Regions from separate parts of the Gossypium hirsutum genome. Here region 2 is linked to region 1. Evidence: chromatin contacts called from public Hi-C data. All regions are on one chromosome and are shown on one strand. Each heading gives the region's core, a stretch centred on a gene start, on an enhancer-like site or on the middle of the called end of the contact. The rest is flanking DNA. Distances are from core to core; before and after follow the strand shown. Region 1 holds the start of LOC107897924. Region 2 holds the start of LOC107897926.

The links. Hi-C and Micro-C count contacts between places; a contact is called where the count stands out from the background.
Region 2: a contact with region 1 is called in a Hi-C map of leaf, with 2.5 times the contacts expected there. The contact joins the promoter of LOC107897926 here to the promoter of LOC107897924 in region 1. A contact is called at or near these places in 9 of 34 Hi-C or Micro-C datasets (callus and leaf).

Annotation. Positions count from the first base shown.
Region 1 is chrD08:24,789,441-24,795,734 of Gossypium_hirsutum_v2.1, reverse strand. LOC107897924 reads right to left here and starts at 4,002. Exons shown (of 1, transcript XM_016823531.2): 1 at 2,668-4,002. The coding sequence starts at 3,773. The coding sequence ends at 3,024.
Region 2 is chrD08:24,996,119-25,002,412 of Gossypium_hirsutum_v2.1, reverse strand. LOC107897926 reads left to right here and starts at 2,345. Exons shown (of 9, transcript XM_016823533.2): 1 at 2,345-2,663; 2 at 2,738-2,949; 3 at 3,315-3,496; 4 at 3,589-3,873; 5 at 3,952-4,010; 6 at 4,113-4,149; 7 at 4,267-4,338; 8 at 4,507-4,831; 9 at 4,951-5,477. The coding sequence starts at 2,546. The coding sequence ends at 5,319.

The DNA of each region.
Region 1 (6,294 bases), core at 2,753-5,252:
GCGTTTTTCGTATAAGCGCCGTTAAAGACCATGGTCTATAGTGGCGTTTTTTGGCTAAGCGCCGCTAAAGACCATGGTCTATAGTGGCATTTTTTGTCTAAGCGCCGCTAAAGACCATGGTCTATAGTGGCGTTTTTTGTCCAATCGCCGCTAAAGAACACGGTCTATAGTTGCGTTTTTTGTCCAAGCGCCGCTAAAGACCATGATCTATAGTGGCGTTTTATGTACAAACGCCGCTAAAAGACCATGATCTATAGTGGCGTTTTTTGTATAGCGCCGCGAAAGACTATGGTCTATAGCGACGTTTTTTGTGTAAGCGCCGCTAAAGACCATAGTCTATTGCGGCGCTTAAAGAGAAACGCCGCAAAAGGTGTTCATCTTTAGCGGCATTTATTATAAAAGCGCCGCTAAAGTTAGCGACGCAGTCAGTAGCGGCATTTTTTGCGGCGCTTCAGTATTTGCGGCGCTAAAAAACGCCGCTATAGCCCTAAAAAAGTGTCGCTAAAGGCCTGTTTTGGTGTAGTGGCCCTTTATTGTGCTTATGTTGGGAAATATAAACTTGTACTTCTGTTATTTTTCCTTCTCACTATTAGAAGTGATGTAGCATATTAGTATACTACAAGCTCTTCTATACGTCATATTGATAGGATTATCATTGATTTTGCTGATGATGTTTATTACTAATATGAAAGAAGTGTCTACTTGAACGCGTTATTAGTTTAGGAACAGCTTTGTAAATTTTGTCGAGATATTAGGCGTATAGGATTATCTACCTTTGAGTTACAAAGTATATATAAAAAAAATGTTTATGACCTGTTATCTACTATCATATCCTATAGAGTAAAGCTTCATTGAAGGACTTTTGAACTCATATATATTCCTAGGCAATCGTTGTCCATATATTCCTAGGCTAGATTGAAGGACTTTTGATCACATATATAAACAGTGAACTTGCATACGGTTTGCAAACACATTTATTTTATTTTTCAACAATTTAAAAAAAATAAATTAAAATAAATCATAAATCATAATATAAACTATCAAGATTCTAAAAAAAAAATTATTTTTTATTTTTATTTTTTCAATCATAATATTTTTGAAAGGTTAGAAATTTTGCAACAAGTTTTTAATAAATAAGTGCAATACGTTTTTAATTAATATATACAACCAAATTCATGTATTGCACATGATAACAAACTAGTTTAAATATATATGAAACTAGATCCCATACGCATATCCTCTACCTGATCTTTTTGTGTTGTATCATTGTCTTAAGTTTAACTCAATTGAAGAGTGAGACCTTAGATACATACCCAAATCTGACACCTCTGCTTGAATTTGAGTAACATAGCTTACAAATATGCTTGGGCTTTATTGGTTGGGTCTTACACTAAGATTGTTTGGGACGGAGTGTGGAAGGGATATTTTGGAAGACTACTTTTGCAGCACATCTTAGGCTACCTATGTTTTTTTTCTTTTTGACATAAAGGAGGCTGCAGCTTAGAGATAAGAAATGGGGTTGCTGATATAACCCAAACTTACTGACACCGTATTGTATGAATCAATTGAGCTAAGCTTAGGTATTTCTATTTTTACTTTAGCAAGTTTTTGCTTCACAAACTTTATTTAATGCAGTTCATGTTTAGATGCCTGTCTATTTACTCATAAACACATCCATGCTATAGAATTAGTCTAGAATTGCGTTGATGAGTAGTTGATAACTTGATAATGGGGGCATATTACCATTGTTAATAAATGGCTTTGCAAGTAGGTCTGTATTGTGATTATGGAGGATGCTAATGCAAGCTGGAATTATTAAATACTTTTAAACCCAATGCAGTAATGGCTCTTCTTTTTCTAATTGATTTTGTACATGAAGTATTATATTTTGCATTGAACCATTAGGTTCCAAACACAAAATGCCATAAAACTATCTTCATTTTGCCTGAAAACAGAACGGAAATAGCTAGTATATCTTCATCAATTTACTTAGACCAAATCAAATTTTTATCAGATACATCTTTTCCCGACTTCTTATTCTAATAGCTCCTTCAACTTGGATTGTAATATGGACTCATAAAGGAACTACCAAAGGCAAATGCAATAAAACTCCAAATCCCAACTGTTCTACAACTTTTCAACAGGCTTTTGATCAGCTTTTGCCAAGTTCTATCAAAACTCTGGATCCTTGCAAAACAAGCAAACGTGTAGCCTTTAACCATGCTTTTTATATGTGCCAGTAGGCTGTGGCCCCTTTGTTTAAATGAACAGACAGAAAGTTATATTTGTATTTATAGACAAGAATTTAAAGAATGTAGATGCCGAGAGTTACCAACATTTAGTTAAATTGAATAAGAGAGGTTGGTAATGATCGCAACTTTTGAGACACTTGCAGGCAGATGAAATATAACACTATTGTTTTACAGAGCAGCTAAATCAAACTTGTTTGCTACTTGTGAAGCAGCTAGTTAATGTCTGCACCTCAAAACTTTACTTTCAAGCAACATAGAACAGCGTTCTTACACTACTGAAAATATGGAAATCACCTAGAAGAATCTGGTTCCTTGTATTACTGCTCATTTTCATACCATTGCTCAGGATATCAGCAAATGAAACTAAGAATAGTTGGTTCAGGAACTTGTTCCCAAACAGTTGCAAACTCAGAAATTAGAAGAAAGCTCACAGCACACAATCTATGGTTTATTTTTCTTTTTTCATTACAAGGACATGAAGGTTTCCAAAATGAAGGATTTTACAACTCAAAAACATCCTACCAAACCATAAATTTCGAAAATTTAGCTGAAATGAACTCAAAATGAGTATAAAACTATGAGATGCGTGTTGATGATAAATAAAACCGTCCAACACGACTTTAGTATACTAATTTTGGGACACCCTAACCTTATATCAGAATCAGGTTCAGATGCAAAGGCATATAGGGAAGCCCCTCTGAGTGGAAGGAAACATCTGAATGACATGTATCTTACCTTTCCACTGAAAACTATGAAAGACATGTCGTGAAGTCAAGTGGGTTTCATGTCCTGAAACATTGCAGCCCATAATGTCTGATCACCATAGTCCCTGCCTGTCTTTTCCTTGTAGTAGTCACCATGAATCTTTGGGCTTGGAGGTCTTACATAAGTAAGAGGTGCTGATAGTTTTGGGCTCCTATTTGTTGTGAGAATCAACCTCTCTTGTGCAATTGCAATATCAATAGGACCAGATGTCACAGGGCTCTTATAGTTGAACACCAGATTCTCCTGCATTTTTCTGTCTAGTGGCCCTGACAATTTTAGGCTCCTAGGAGGGGCAAGCAACTTCTCTTGTACTCTACAATCCAGGGGGCCAGATTTTGCTATCTTCCTGGTTCTCCGCACTGGCTGCTCAATGTTCACCTCCTTCTCACTGTTGCACTTCCTTGTCAATCCTCCTCTCCACTGATCTCGATAACGACCCGGCTCCGGCAGCAGCTTAATCGAGTTATTCTCATGGTGAACCAACTTGTTAACATACTTGTTAAAGCTCTTTCTGGTTTTGTTGATTGCCAAAATGAGCTTGGACAGGCTATTAGGGGTTTCTCCAACTTCCTTCCTAGCAAGCTTGAGAATCTCAAGCCTATGCTTGGCAACTGATATGCCCATGCTCTGAAGAAACTCATGATTGAAGTAGGCTAAATCCTCTTTTTGAAGCTCATTACGGGAGAAGGCAAGGCCATAGTCATAGATAAGTGAGGGCTCAAGGGCAGTTTTTGACAACCAAGAGTACCAATCCATGGCAATGGAGCTTGGCTTATGCCATAGGACGCTGAAAAGATTGGAGGTTTGCGGTGTTGTAATGGTTTCACGTGGGTGGTCCAACCCTCCAAGGGGGTATATATAAAAAAGAGATAAGAAAGGTGAAAGAGTAAATAAATGTGGTGGGTGTATAGGGATTGTGAACTCTCTCTCTCTCTCTCTGGTTGCTCTAATAGAAATTTGAGAATGACACCAAATGAAATAGTGAAATATAAATGTCTTTAGGAACTTACCCACCTTGTTTTTTTATTTTTGTTTTTTTATTGTAGGGTTCCTTTGGGCATTACAATAAACTTTTTCTCCTTTTTCTAGGTCTGGATTACAGGTGCATATTGGCGTTAAGCTTAAGGCGCTGGCAAAAAGGACTTAATGATGTAGGCTAGGCTGACCTTTTTCCCATAAACATGATAGGGAATGGTTGCTTAAATATGGCCCATAACTTTCAACCAACAGCCTCTTTATCTCAGAATTTAATCTTTGCTATGCCTACCTAATTTGCCTGTTTCAGTTAACACACTGATTCATTTGGAAGAACCGTACGTTCACAAAAATTTTAGATTTCTTGTGATGAAATTTTAGTTCGACGCTATTAAAAGATGTAACTGTGATTTATTGATATTTGGTCACTGTTATGAGCAATGGTTAGTGTAGAGCTTAAAAGCTATTGATATTTGGTCACTGTTATGAGCAATGGTTAGTGTAGAGCTTAAAAGCTACAAGGACCAACAAAAATGGTGACATTGAAGGTTATTTAATTCAATAACCTACCCAAAAATGATGAGCCAATCATAAACAGTTAAAAATCATATATATTGTATCTGGGATCTGTGGGAAAACATGTTTTTAGTGAGCAGGTATGTATGAATTTCGGTGAAAAGGACCTAAAATTCAGATAGAGGTTTGAAAAAGGATATCCTTAAGCATATGAAACACAACAGCTTTAACCCGAATATAGGAATATACACTTAACATGAATATAGTCAATTTATAACTTAATGCATGCTGAACGCAATTATTAGTATTTTGGTTGAATTAATCAAATTTGGGTAGTGGACCGAATAAAGCATTTCAAAATAATAAAGAGGCAGCTAAGAAAGCAGTATTTATGGAGGAGAAATGCAAGGGTGGGTAAAGCGTATCAAATTTTATGTCTCCATCTGTTTCTTTTAGACTGCTTTGGGGTGCACTGAATTTAAATTATAAAAAGTTCTAATTCACTTTTTTTTCTTTTTTTTTATGAAACAAGGTTTTTAAATTCTGATTAATAGTCCAACTGGTTATACCATTAATTTTTAATTTAATTAGTTTGCCTAATATAATTGAATAAATTATCTAAAAAATTATAATTTTTAAAAAATAAAACATATTGATTCAACTCTTTATTTTGAATTGATTGATTTCTAATCCAATCGACCCGACTAATCGGTCTTTTTAAAAACAATATATAGATATTAAAATTGCCTTAAGGTTCAACGAAGTTAATGCTGTATCATTTCTTTAATGAGATCTTTAGGTATCATTGTTCAAATTTGGAATTGAATCAAACAAAATTTTCCCAACACTAATTTTTTTCAACTCCAACCTCAAACTTTAGAATTCAATCAAGCAGACACTGGTGTTAGCGCTCTTCATTTGCCTCTGTCCTTTTCTGGAAAAGAAAAGAGTTTGTGCGGACTGCTGAAAGAAGGAAAAAAGAAAAAGAAAAATCACCAATTTCATTTAAATATAGCATTTATGTTTTCCTTTTTTGACACCATTATCAAGAAAAATCTTCACTTTTTTTCCCGCGTTTCTTAATTAGCAAATGTATCAATTGTTAATTGAAAGGTAGATAGTGAAACATATAAAACGATAATAATTTGCGATAATTTAATTTTGCAAAATTACTTGTGCTATTGGAGGAGCCGAAAGCATTGTACAATGACATTATATAATATAGTTTCATCAAAATAAAGAAACTAAAGGGTTGCCATTCAGCAAATTAACTCTCAATTTTGGAATTGATAGTCCCTAGAAAAAGCAAAAGCTTTGTCCATGCTGCATTATTTAATTTATTTATATATTGATTTGATTTAGAATATTGAAATTTCAGAAGTCAATATGTTGAGGATTTAGATATACCTAACATGATCTTAGCAAACTATAGACCTGACCTATTTTCTTTATAAAAGATAATGAGGTATATCTAACCCATTTATGGTTTAATGTTACCTTTGAATTTACTTATTTTTTATACCGAGTATAATAAGGGAGGAAAATAAGGAGTAGGTTACGGTGGTGGAATGGAGGTTGGTTCATTTAAGAAGGTCAAGAGTTGGAATAATGACAAGAGGACAGAATGATTAAGGAGATAATTACTCAGAGTGACTTTAGAGTGCTAGGGCATCGATCCCTTCTCCATATTTCTTCAGGGTATTTAAAGGAGAGGTTGTAACACCCCTTGTAATGATCTGATAGTCAGGGGTGTCGGAAGTGCATTCTCGGGACTCCAATCCCGTAA
Region 2 (6,294 bases), core at 1,096-3,595, 210 kb before region 1:
ACTTCCAAAATAACATAGAAAGTAACGTTTATACAGTGAAATTGATTAATCAAAATAATTAATTTATCTTTTAATATTTATTAATTTAAATTTTACTGTTATTTTAAATAAAAATATTGTTTACAACATTAAATTTTTAGTAATTTTGACGTCACAATTTACATGATAATCTATGTGTACTACTAATATGATATTGTTTGTTTTATATATCATGCCAACAAATAATTATAAAAATATAAAATATACATTGTATTAACATGTTTTAAAAAATTAATATTCTAATAAATATTTCCATTAAACAACTCTTTTTGAAGCTAAATTTAATTAAATAATAATAAAGATAAAATTAACAAAAGATGTAAACATTAAAAAATATTAAATTTATAAGATTAAAGCAATCTTCTTTTTATGAAATAAATATCATGGCGTCGATCAAAGTAATATTCTCTATTTTCTTTTTAAAAACAATCTAGGATTAATATTTTATTATTTAATTATAAAATAAAATTTAATTAATTGTTATTAACAGCATTAAATAATAAATATTAGAGACAGCTAAACACGTTTCGTTTAAAAGCCGTGTGCCCCAAAACTCTATGGTGGTCCATATGATGAATGGAATAATTTATAATAATATAATATAACTTGATGAGAATATCATTTATTTATTTTATCATACTACTAAATTTATATTTAAAATATTTATAATTTAATTTAAAATTATTAATTATAATTTTATTTAAAAGTAAATTATGATAAATTTATTAAGTCTAAGAGTTATTATCAATAAGTTAAAATAATTAATAATAATGGTTAAAATATTATTTTAAAAATTCTAAATTATTTTTAATTTTTTATAAGTAAACTTTTTTTATTTCCATATTTATTAACATAATAAAATAAAGTTATAACTTGAATAGAAGTTTAAGTATATATAAACAAGTTGATTTTGTCTTATAATTATTACTTATTTAGTTTTAGAGTTATATATATATATTGAATTTGAATTTGAATTTGAATCAATAAATAACATTCATTACTAGCATCAGCATCTCAAAATTAAATATTCAAACAACAATGATACCGAAGATAAATATGTAAGATTATTTTAATTAACTCTTTTTTATAAATTGTTTATTATGTGCGAAACAAGTACTTTTTTATATTTTCTTTTTATTATACATGAAATTGTAAACATATGTGATAGATTTTTTTTAAAAAATGTAAAAAGGATTTACCATATAAGATCTCAATAAATTTTTTAATCACTATCATTAAATGTGTTTATTAGTTTAATGTAAATAGATTTCATATCCAATCAATTTAATGTAAACATCTTTCGTACTTATGATGAACAATTATTATAATAAATGTATGTTATTTTATTTTATTTTAATATTACAATTTACTTTCTACTATATTATTTTCAATTTTTTATTTATAAAAATATTAATTTATATATTATGTATTATTTATTTTTAATTTATAAAAAAATCATATAGGATTGAAAAAGAGTAGAATAGAAATGGCAAAGGTTTTGGTATGTCTGTGGCCTTTTCTTGTTTGTTGGTTTTGGCTTTTGTACAAAAATAAGAATCTCTTAATAATATTTTAATGGGTATGAAGTGGACTCTCTTAAGCATAATATATAATGGAGTACACCCTGTGGTGGTTTAACAAATTTAATCAGCACATGCTTTCCTTTTTTTGGTCTTTACAAATATATATATTTCTTTTGCTACAAATATTTTTTAAAGAGGTAAACAGTTGATTAAGTAAATATTTGTTGGTGATGTGTAATGTTATAATGGGTAGGGCAGTTAGGTTGGGTAAATTTTAATGTATTCAAATAAATTTGAAAAATGTCACAAGATTATTGCAAAGGTCAAAAACTTAAAATGCATTTGATCAACTTTGAAAGCATTTATTAAGGTTGATTGTGCAGAGTCTATTTTTCAAAAAGAGAAACATTCTCTGTTCATTTTGTTAAAAGGGCAAAGGAGTCATATTAAAGAAATTTACCAACATAGGAATTAGAAGGTATGGCAGCGAGCCCATAAATTATTATTATTATTCATCAAAATCAAACTAAATCATCCAACAAATATTTTGGAGTAAAATAGGATAACTTGCTCAAGAATAAAAATAATGCCCAAAAGCAAAGCAAAACAACTGACTCAGCAAAAAGCATCCTTTAATCAACTTATAATAAAAGGAAATTTAATATGAAAAAGCAACTTCAGGCTTCACAGCTTCACCTTCAAGTTCAATTAGAAGGGTATTTCGGTAAAAATAAAAAAAGATACAGACAATATATAAAGGGACCTACCAAGTTGTATAAAACATAAATAAATCATATTTTTTCCCTAACCGTAAGGTTAGCTTCATGTACTACATTGCATCAACCTCTTACTATTGCAATTAACTCTCTTTTATCTTCCCCTCTCTCTCTCTCTCACACACACATTCAAAAACATTCTTAAGAATATTGAACCCCCAAAGAAACACAGAGAAGGGAAAATAAAAATAAAAATAAAAATACATAATGTTTTGTTTCAGATCAAACCCTTATGCATTGTTTTTTCTTTTCTTTTTTTCTTTGTTTCTTTTTGGACATGAAACAGGTTCTCAAGCTTTAAATGTCCAGACTTTGAATATTTCAGGTACTGATTATTATTATTTCAATGAAAGTTTTGGTTTTTATTTCTGGGTTTTTTTTTAAATCAATTTTTTATAGGGTATTGTAGAAGTTTTGTGTTTGGGGAGAGAGAGCAGAGTGAAGTGTTAGCATGGAGGAAGACAGAAAGGAGGAACCTTGCAGAGGGAAGTGAAGGAGACAACAACTCGTCTTTGATTTTGGCTGAAAAAAGGACTTACAGGAGAGACCCTCTTAATGACTTTCACAAGTACACTGGTGGCTGGAATATCAGCAATGAACACTACTGGGCTGTCAGTTTCTTCCCTTGTTCACTTTTTTTGATAAATTGATGCATGCAGCCTGGAATCATGAATTTTATATGTTGTTGGCTGGTTTGCTTGTGTTTGGTGTATGCAGGCCTTTAATTTCCACAGTTTTATCTGATATTCGTATGATTTTTCCTAGAAATTTCCTACCTTTATGTGTTTGTAATTGGTTTTGATGCTTATTAAGAACACTTTATTCTCTGTAATCCTGTTTTTCCCTTAGGTTCTTCCCTGATCATTGATTCGGTTCTGTTTTCTTTTTTCTGTTATGTCAATCTCAATGAATCAAATTATCTTGCCAGTCGCTGGTACTTAGAAAACTTATAAAGTTTTCATGTCTGATAATGCAGTCTGTGGGTTTTACGGCGGCTCCTTTCTTTGTCATTGCTGCAGTCTGGTTTGTGATATTCGCACTATGCTTGTTCATCATATGCATCCGTCATTGCTGCTGTCAACTAAATTCTTATGGCTACTCTCGGACAGCTTATGCGCTATCCCTTATTTTCCTCATACTCTTCACGATTGCTGCAATGTACCAACACTCTTTTCGTGCTGAACTTTTGAGATATGTATGTTTTGAGTAACCGTAAAATTGCTCACTCCATATATAACTTCATATTACAGTGCCGGGTGTGTCGTGCTGTACACTGGTCAGGGAAAATTTCATGGCAGTACAACAGACACACTGGATTATGCGGTTAGTAAGGCAGATCTCACTGCTGAAAACCTCAGGAATGTGTCAGATTATCTTTCTGCAGCTAAGAAAATTAGCGTGGATTCAGCTATTTTGCCATTAGATGTCCAAAAAAGCATTGATGATATCGATAGGAAGATAAACTCTTCGGCTTCAACTCTTTCTCATCAAACGGCTGATAATAAAGAAAAAATTCAACATGGCTTAGACAGAATGTAAGTTGAAGCTTTTAGGATGAAATTAGAATAATCTCAGAGCTGATCATGGAACTCATCTCATGCTAAATTCTGCAGGAGATTGGCTCTCATCATTCTTGCTGCTGTGATGCTCTTTTTGGCATTTCTCGGATTCTGTAAGTTATATTATTGTTGTGATCATTGCTCCATGATTCTTAGTAATTAGATTATCTCAATATCATCTAACTTTATACTTTTATTTTGGTAACTGGCTGCAGTATTCTCCATTCTTGGATTGCAGTGCCTGGTTTACACGTAAGTGAAGTATCATTAATGTATTTGACGCTGTAATTAATGGTATAACTCGGGAAGGTCCATATGTTACTAAACCGAACTTCCTTTATCAATCACTTGTATGATTAATGAATGCAGGCTAGTCATCCTTGGCTGGATTCTTGTTACTGGTACATTTATTTTATGCGGAGTATTTCACCTCCTCCACAAGTATGTTCTGCTCAATTTCTCTTATTCCATGCTTGTTTATTGTTCAAATCTGTTTTTCAACTTTCGGCCATATAATGGTTTACAAATATGTTATTGATGATAAGCTTAAGATGATGTGAGCTTGAGACTGTTATTACACTTGGCTTAAAATTGTATCCTGTGATTCAGTGTTGCTGGAGATGCATGTGTTGCCATGGATCAATGGGTCCAGAATCCCACTGCCCATACCGCATTGGATGACATTCTTCCCTGTGTGGACAATGCAACAGCCCAAGAGACCTTGTCACGATCCAAGAATGTCACTCATCAACTTGTAAATGTCGTGAATGGTGTCATCAATAATGTTTTCAACCGAAATTTCCCACCAGCATTGGCACCATTATATTTTAATCAATCTGGTCCATTGGTGCCAGTTCTCTGCAATCCATTTCATTCGAATCTTACAAACAGAGACTGTGCATTTGGTGAAGTTACTTTGCATAATGCCACAGAGGTAATAAGGATAGCTTTTCTAAATATATGAAGTTTTAATTTCTTGGCCATACATACGTAACATGCACCATATGCACAGAACACACAATTAATTAATAACTTGATATCTGTTTCAAACAGGTTTGGAAGAAGTATATATGTGAGGTTTCGGGCTCTGGAGTATGTTCTACACCTGGGCGGTTAACCCTTCAATTTTACACTCAGATGTCGGCAGCAGTGAATGTGAGTTATGGTTTGTATCGCTATGGTCCGTTCTTGGTTAACTTGCAAGACTGCACATTTGTACGGGATGCGTTCACGGATATCAGTCATGATTATTGTCCCGATCTGCGGCACTATAGTCAATGGATCTACATCGGATTAGTAATTGTATCGGCTGCTGTGATGCTGTCATTGATCTTCTGGGTAATCTATGCAAGAGAGAGAAGGCACCGTGTGTACACTAAGCAGTATGATGGTAGATCCGAAGGCCAATACAAAGGTCGATAAGTTGTTAAATTTGGTCATATATACATTACAAAATTTTGTACAATATGTTTTCTATCTGTAGGCTAATTAATTAGTATTTGAAAGCCTCTTCTTGAAGGGGTGACTTTGTTCGATACATGTATCTGTCTCATAGTTGTGCCCTTAGCTGTTTGGTTTCATCTTTTTGTTGGTTATTATAAAATTGCATGGGGGGTTTTATATATAATTTTTTTTCCTTTGCTAAGTAATCTAAATCTATTTTAGAAAGGATTAATTTTCATCAAACTTAAAATCGATATGGCACATTGTTATACTATTCATTAATTACTCTATAAATCTAAAGATTCCTTCAAATAAGTAGGTGGGAATTTATCAGCTTGGCATGAACAAATAAGCTAAAATGTCAAATGCATTGGATGATTGTAGAATTGTTCGGGTTTCAAACCAATTTTAAGATTAAATTGTTATAAAATAAATTTATAAAGAGCAAAGAGAGACCGTATTTTATTGATCAATGAGAACTATATAGTACTTCCCTAAAGTCTACATTTATAGACATAAGAAGTATAAATGAGATGACTATTCGAATTTAAAGTATATCAAAACTTATTTAGATCTTGATAGGCATTCACTTAATAATAAAATATTCATAACACCCCCATTGGATGTCAATTGATAGATAATGTGTCTCATTAAAACCTTATTAAGATAAAAACCCTATGGAAAAAAAAATTCCCAGTGAAGGAAAAAGAATACGCTTATCTATAATACGCATAACACATTGTCTCAGTAAAAACTTTACCAGGAAAACCCAATTGGATAAAACCTAGGTTAAGGAAAAAGAATACAATGCATATTTATTCCCCCTCATAAAAACATCACATAATATCTCATATTCTATGTATTCAATATTGAATACTAGCTTTTCAAATGATCATTTCAACATATTTGCTAATCATTTATATCATCATTCTTTTGAAAGTCATGAGTGACGAA